Regions from separate parts of the Gossypium hirsutum genome. Here region 2 is linked to region 1. The links are chromatin contacts, called in public Hi-C maps. All regions are on one chromosome and are shown on one strand. The core of a region is the stretch at or near the end of the contact, and the rest is flanking DNA. Distances in the headings are between cores, read along the strand shown. Region 1 has its middle 7.5 kb from the start of LOC107958643. Region 2 holds the start of LOC107958639 (ABC transporter I family member 21).

Evidence for each region. A called contact is a pair of places that touch in the nucleus more often than the background predicts.
Region 2: a Hi-C map of leaf shows a contact between it and region 1, with 2.7 times the contacts expected there. The contact joins the promoter of LOC107958639 here to the enhancer-like site in region 1. A contact is called at or near these places in 2 of 34 Hi-C or Micro-C datasets (anther and leaf).

Annotation. Positions count from the first base shown.
Region 1 is chrD07:56,351,521-56,354,616 of Gossypium_hirsutum_v2.1, reverse strand. No RefSeq gene overlaps it. Among protein-coding and RNA genes, the nearest start is that of LOC107958643, 7.5 kb to the left of the region's middle. Within about 2 kb of position 1,571, at least 3 of the 9 cell types and tissues checked have an H3K27ac peak or open chromatin away from gene starts, as enhancers often do. A contact at or near this core is called in leaf, where this site is marked.
Region 2 is chrD07:56,406,071-56,409,055 of Gossypium_hirsutum_v2.1, reverse strand. LOC107958639 (ABC transporter I family member 21) reads right to left here and starts at 1,463. Exons shown (of 6, transcript XM_016894462.2): 1 at 1,141-1,463; 2 at 906-1,066; 3 at 765-816; 4 at 524-660; 5 at 180-266. The coding sequence starts at 1,318. LOC107958641 reads right to left here. Exons shown (of 3, transcript XM_016894463.2): 3 at 2,364-2,661. The coding sequence ends at 2,593.

The sequences.
Region 1 (3,096 bases), core at 322-2,821:
ATTTGCATTTTCTATTCTCCTGTTGCAGAAAGTTTAAAATACACTAATCCATCCATCTTTTCATGATTATCCAATTATGTATACATCCTCACGTGAACTTCAATTATTTGGTGGATATACATATATTCCACAGCTTCATTAATCCTAACTTGCTATATTTCCACATGTGAAAGTGTGGTGGAGGAGGAAGAATGCCAACCCCACTTCACCAAGTACAATCATTTTGAGTAAATACAAGGCTCACTTTGTGTTATCCTTCATAATAATAATGCAATTGTATCCCTCTTTCTAGTCATTGTTATGCTCTTCAGTTGTTTTAATTTAGGGTTATATATAAATTAATACAATATTTCGAGTCTCGTTTATTACATCAATTCAACAAGAGTAACTTATTTTATTTACTTGTAATATATTTATTAATATTTATGTTCAATTATTTCATATCTAAAATTTAAAATATGTTATTAGCGTTGTTTGTTTGTGAAATCCGCATTCGTTTAATGTTCATTTAATTTAAATAAACGAAAACTTTTGGTGAACATAATACAAGATCTATAACTTTGCGCATAATACAAGACTAATAACATAATTTAACCAAACAGGTAATTAGCTGTTATCATTGGGTCGGGACTAAAATTTCAAATTTTGAAAAATATAGGGACTAAAATTGGTCAAGTTATAGAGGTACTAAATCCACAAATTACATAAAGCACAGGGTCTAATAGCAGGATTTGAGCTTTCATTTTTGTTCTGGCCAAATCAATTGGGCTCTTTAAGATCACAAGAAAACTGCTTCAATGGTTCTTTATTATGGGTTGGGCTTGCAAGCCCAAATTAAAAACCGAACTCATAATGCTTGTTTCCAAAAAGGTTCACAATTACGATTATATGAATGGAGACTTCATATATGCAAAAGCCAATACAAAAGCTTTGGTCCTCAAAATGGAAAAAATTGTAATTCAATCCCGTTATAAATAATGAAATTATAATTTAATATATAGTAAAATTGTGCCCTTAAATCCAAAATTTTAAATATATATATAATGAAATCAGGGACGAAGAAAATTATTTTAGGGGTCGAAATTAATTTTTTTAATAGCTTAAATATTTATAATTTTTAGAGGATTAAATCACATTTTTATCATTTTTAGAGGAGTGAAGTACAATTTTACCTTTACTAATTTAAAATTTTAAAATTACAAATAGAAACCTTAGCTATAAATAAACTGATTCATTATATAGATTGAAATATAAGGTGATGTTATTGGTGGGGGAAATTGAATGGAAAGTCAGATTTTCGTGTGATGTGATTTGACTCTAGATTTGCGATAGCATCATTCAAGTGAAAAAAAGGAAAGGAAAGGATAGTATATTGTATGATTTGAGGCATGAAAAACTACAACCATTCATATATACTTGATTACATAATACTAGTACAGTAACAGTAAGGAGCAAGGCTGCCCACCGGCCAGCACCGCAGTATGAAGTTGCAAAATCAGCCAAGCTTCACGTATATATCATGTCGGGAACCACGTACCCTCACTCACATTGTATAAAGCAGAGGGAAGATGTTGGTCTTCAGCATAATTAGCTAGCTAGCTAGCTAGCTAGCTACCCCCGGTGGTCCTCACCCTCCCCTTACCTAGCTCACTGTTTGTTTACCAATTTCACCCAAATCCTTCAAAAGCCCATAATTACCATACAGACACCATTCTTCCCCTCTTACCGACTACATCCCATCTGCTATGCACCAATACCTTTGTAATTCCCTATATATGCTACTGCTGAAAACCCTCGAAAATTTTTTGACTAGGGTTGGAATTTATAAGTCAGGGTTGTGTTGTTTGAATGGGAGTTGGTGGGGGGTCACATCCCCAACATCCAGATTTCAGGCCGACAATCAAACCCCATTTTTTATTTTTTGAGCTTTTCTCAAATCTCAAGAACCGGAGGCAGGTGAGGGTTCATAGCTAGGTAGGATCATAAATAGGGGCACTAGCAGCTGATTGAGGGAGTGGTGGAGAGGTAGCAGAAACAGTTAAATTTGTCTGCTACCGTTATCTTTGTGTGTGAGGGGGGGTCAGATCAAAGAAAAGATGGTTCAAAAAAATATTATGCATTGAAATTAATTACAAAAAAAAAATGAAAATGACCTGCAATTACATGCAAGTGAAAGGTGGATTAATAATGGACCCCTACCGGCAGATACTTCAGCTACTTGACAACTCTCTTCGTTCCCTGTTTACTCCTGCTGTTGCCGTTCAAGGTATCTCTGTCAATGGAGACTGCTGTAACTGTGTATATAGCTAGATTCTTTAACTGTCTGCAATTGCTTATTGGGAGCAGTGATTCTCACGTTGCTGCAGTCTTGCACTTTCATGCACTTCTATGACTCTATGTATTGGCATTGACAGTGCAAAATTATAAAGTAAATTGAAGATTAACATTACTTAATAGTACTCCTCAAGTCCGTTTATAATATAAACAAATGTTTGTGAGTTACTTGGCTCTAAATATGTGGACAATAGCTTAGAAAGTACAAAGTAAAAACGATGCTTTTGTTGTTGTTGACTGTTGTGGTGTGTTTGAACCAAGAAAACGAACAATTCTTAGTTCAAAAGGGGACCGTACCATGAAAAGAAACAGAAAGCCCTTAATTTAGCTATAAGCACCGAAGAGTTGAGTTTAGTTTTTTTTTTACCTCATATCCATGCCTCTATAAGCCAGGAATAAAAAGCTTAAAGCTCCAAAACCGAAAAGAAACAAACCAGACGTGGACACATAAGAGATAGAGAGAGAGGTGTGGACAGCTGCAGGCGATATAATAAAGCTATATATATAAATGAGGAACCAGCAGAGCAGTGGCAGGAGACAACCACCGTGTATAGTACAGGGAAAACAGATTACCCACACGTGGTAAAAAACAGAAATGGCAGTCCCCTATCTATATCAATTTGCAGACGACGTACTACGTATCATTGCTTTAGTCTTAAGGGAGGCCCCCATGCAATGCATCCATTCATTCATTCTCATCCTTCTCAATAATATATATTTATTAGACAAATGGTTTAATTGAAGAAAAATTTGTAAGAGATT
Region 2 (2,985 bases), core at 214-2,713, 55 kb before region 1:
AAACCATCAATTTTACTAATTGTTGCAGAAAGAAAGTGCCAAATAATGAAGAGCTATATCAGTTATATACTTTTCGTAAGAAATATTCAACATAGTAATGTTCCAGCACCTTATTCATATTCAACAACCAGTCAGTACTTTAGCATGTGATTGCAAGGGCAGAGAACAGAAGTCAGTACCTGCTCACATTCTTCCTTAAAGAAATCAAGTAAATCCATCCTCGCAACAACGTCAAGGTCCACGGTGACCTCATCTAGCAAAAGAACCTGCAATCAAGTAAAAGAAAACATTAAGTTACAAACAAATCAGGAAAACTAGTAATTATGCAGATTAGAAGTCACAAAATTATCCAAAAACATATATGAGCTTGAAGTGGAAGGTAGCAGTTGAATGTTTGCTTGTCACTAGGTAATTAAGGTACATTACATTTCATCAGTTGTAGATTATAGCAATAGCAGAATCGTAAATCTTCAAGTGAAGATATCAGTCACACAAATGTGACATATTAATAACTTCAAAATACCTGAAAAGGTTGAAGAAGACCCATGCAAATTTGGACTCGACGTCGTTGTCCATCAGATACCTTATGCATTCTCCATTGCAAATCAATATCAAGCAACTCAATCAATTTATCTCTCCTTACAGGATCAATCCCTTCAACTGCCAACAATAATTTTAGACCCAAAAAGAATGCTTAATTTCAAAGGAGAACAAAGGAGCAAGTAAAGAAAGCAACAAACGACAAGAGACTAATTAGCACTCACCTCCAAATATCATGTGTTCCGCTGAGAAGTCTCCCTGCAATGGAACCTCTCCCTGCATATGTTTGGCACAGTAAATTTGTAGTTTTAAACGAAAACGGTGGATACTAATCTTTAAAAAAAAAAAAAGGAAAATTGACTAACAGCAGAGCCAATAGTTTTACTCCAAGATCCTCCCAAATAAGCTAAATCACCACCACAAACAAGTTGAGTATCGTGAAAAGCCGAACGGTTTAGTACTCTCACGACTTCTCTTCCACCCACCATATGTTTTCCTGCTAAAATTTTCAACAATGTCGTCTTCCCTGCTCACAGTTAAAAAATTAGAATCAAAATTCCTTTACAAAATCGTCGTTGTTCGAAAGCAAATTGAAATTACCAGATCCGTTGGCGCCGACGAGAAGGCAACGAGATCCACGAGCGATGTCAAGATTGAAATCGAAGAAAAGCGGATGCTGCAATTCGTAGGCGAATTGCATGTCGCATACGGTGATGCCTTGCGAGTCTCCTCCATTTTCCTTTCCTTCTCCTGATCGGCAACAAGCTTGTTCCGCCATTTTTCGTGTGAACCCCCCGGTTCTTTACATCTTCCGTTTTTGCGGCCATTTTAATATTCATGTCTTCTAACTGTTATTGCTGGGATTTAGCCACGTAAACGGTTGGTGGAACTGGATCTCCTTGCACAGAATTTTACACGTTGAAGATATGTGTTGGGACACGTTATTCGTTTCAATTTTATAAGGGGTAAAGAAACGGGGATGTGCGGCTGCGTTTTGATAGGAAGTGTAAAAGCTAAAACGACAGTGTTTTTACTTTGTTTGCTTGCCTTGCGGAGAAAGCAGGACCGAATAATATTTTTAAGATATCTTCACTAATTTGAATATTAAGTACTTAAATTCATTTCTGTTTGAATAATAAATTTTTTAACTTGTGAAATAAAAATTAAAATAACCTAAATTAATAAAAATTTACTCAATCAATTTCCAAATTTCTTAATTTTATTACCTCTAGGAAGACATTTGAAATGATGACAAACTTTAGTGTCTCTTAAATATATATACTAACTTAAATGTTTGCCTTTAGGATAATAATTCAGGTTGCGGATATTCAATATGTTTTTCGTGAATTCGGATTTTAAAATTACCATTCATCATCATAGACTCAGAATAGATACATTGAAAACCCATTAGTCGAATATGAATATTAAAATCCACTTGTTACAAAATGTTTATAATTTTTATTTTCATATATATATAAAAAGAGTTTTAACAAATTTTTGCAAATTTGGATATTCAAAAATATTAGAATTTTTAAAATTGGGTTTTTACGGATTCAGTTATCCAACAAATAATAGTATTTAATTTAAATTTAGGTAGCAATACTTGAATAATTTTCCATTAATAAACGAATAATTCAAAATATAAAAATATCCGACTTATTGCCATTCCTAATCATTATTCACAAATATTTGGTGCTAAAACTGTTTTGTTTTGTTTTCTATTCTTTTTCTGCGAGGGATGAGGAAGAACAACAATGAGCAAATTCCAAAAGGGAGCAGAGTTTTGAGTACTCTTGGCATGTCACGTATCAATTCACACAATGTTTAACAGAAAATTTATTGATTTTCTCTATTATATTGAAATTGTATAAGAAAACATAAATGGTTCACGTCGGACGAAAGAGGCATATATATATATGATATTATTTTCCAAACATGAAAGTATAAGGCACCCTGTCCCTTTTTTCCTTTCTTCATTTCCTTTTTCGTTTCAAATATCAAAAGCATCAAACACAAGAGCTTACATACTTGAGAATAAATGATAATGCAGATTTAGAAAGCTGCCCATCCTGATGCAGTGGTCTTCGTAGATCCTGATCCGGTTGCTGGAAGGTGATTCCTCTGTAAATGTCATCAAGGGAGTTAATTGTGGAACCAAACACGAGTTTCTGTTACTCAGAAAATCGGAAGCCTCCTAGGAAAACATCCATAGATCAAGCATGAAAATATTTTAAAAGCCTAAAGTTAATTCCATTTTCTTATATCAGAGCTTCCATTCCAAATCTACACCTACACCACCGCTTGTGAACAATAAGCATTTGATTTAGCTCAACACAATCGCCAGTAAGAGGTAAAGGAAGTCAATGTGGCTATATGTATACAATGTCAAAGAAACAATTAAGGCCCCGTTCTTCATTGCATTTGGGGTTTCAAAAGTGCTTTTCT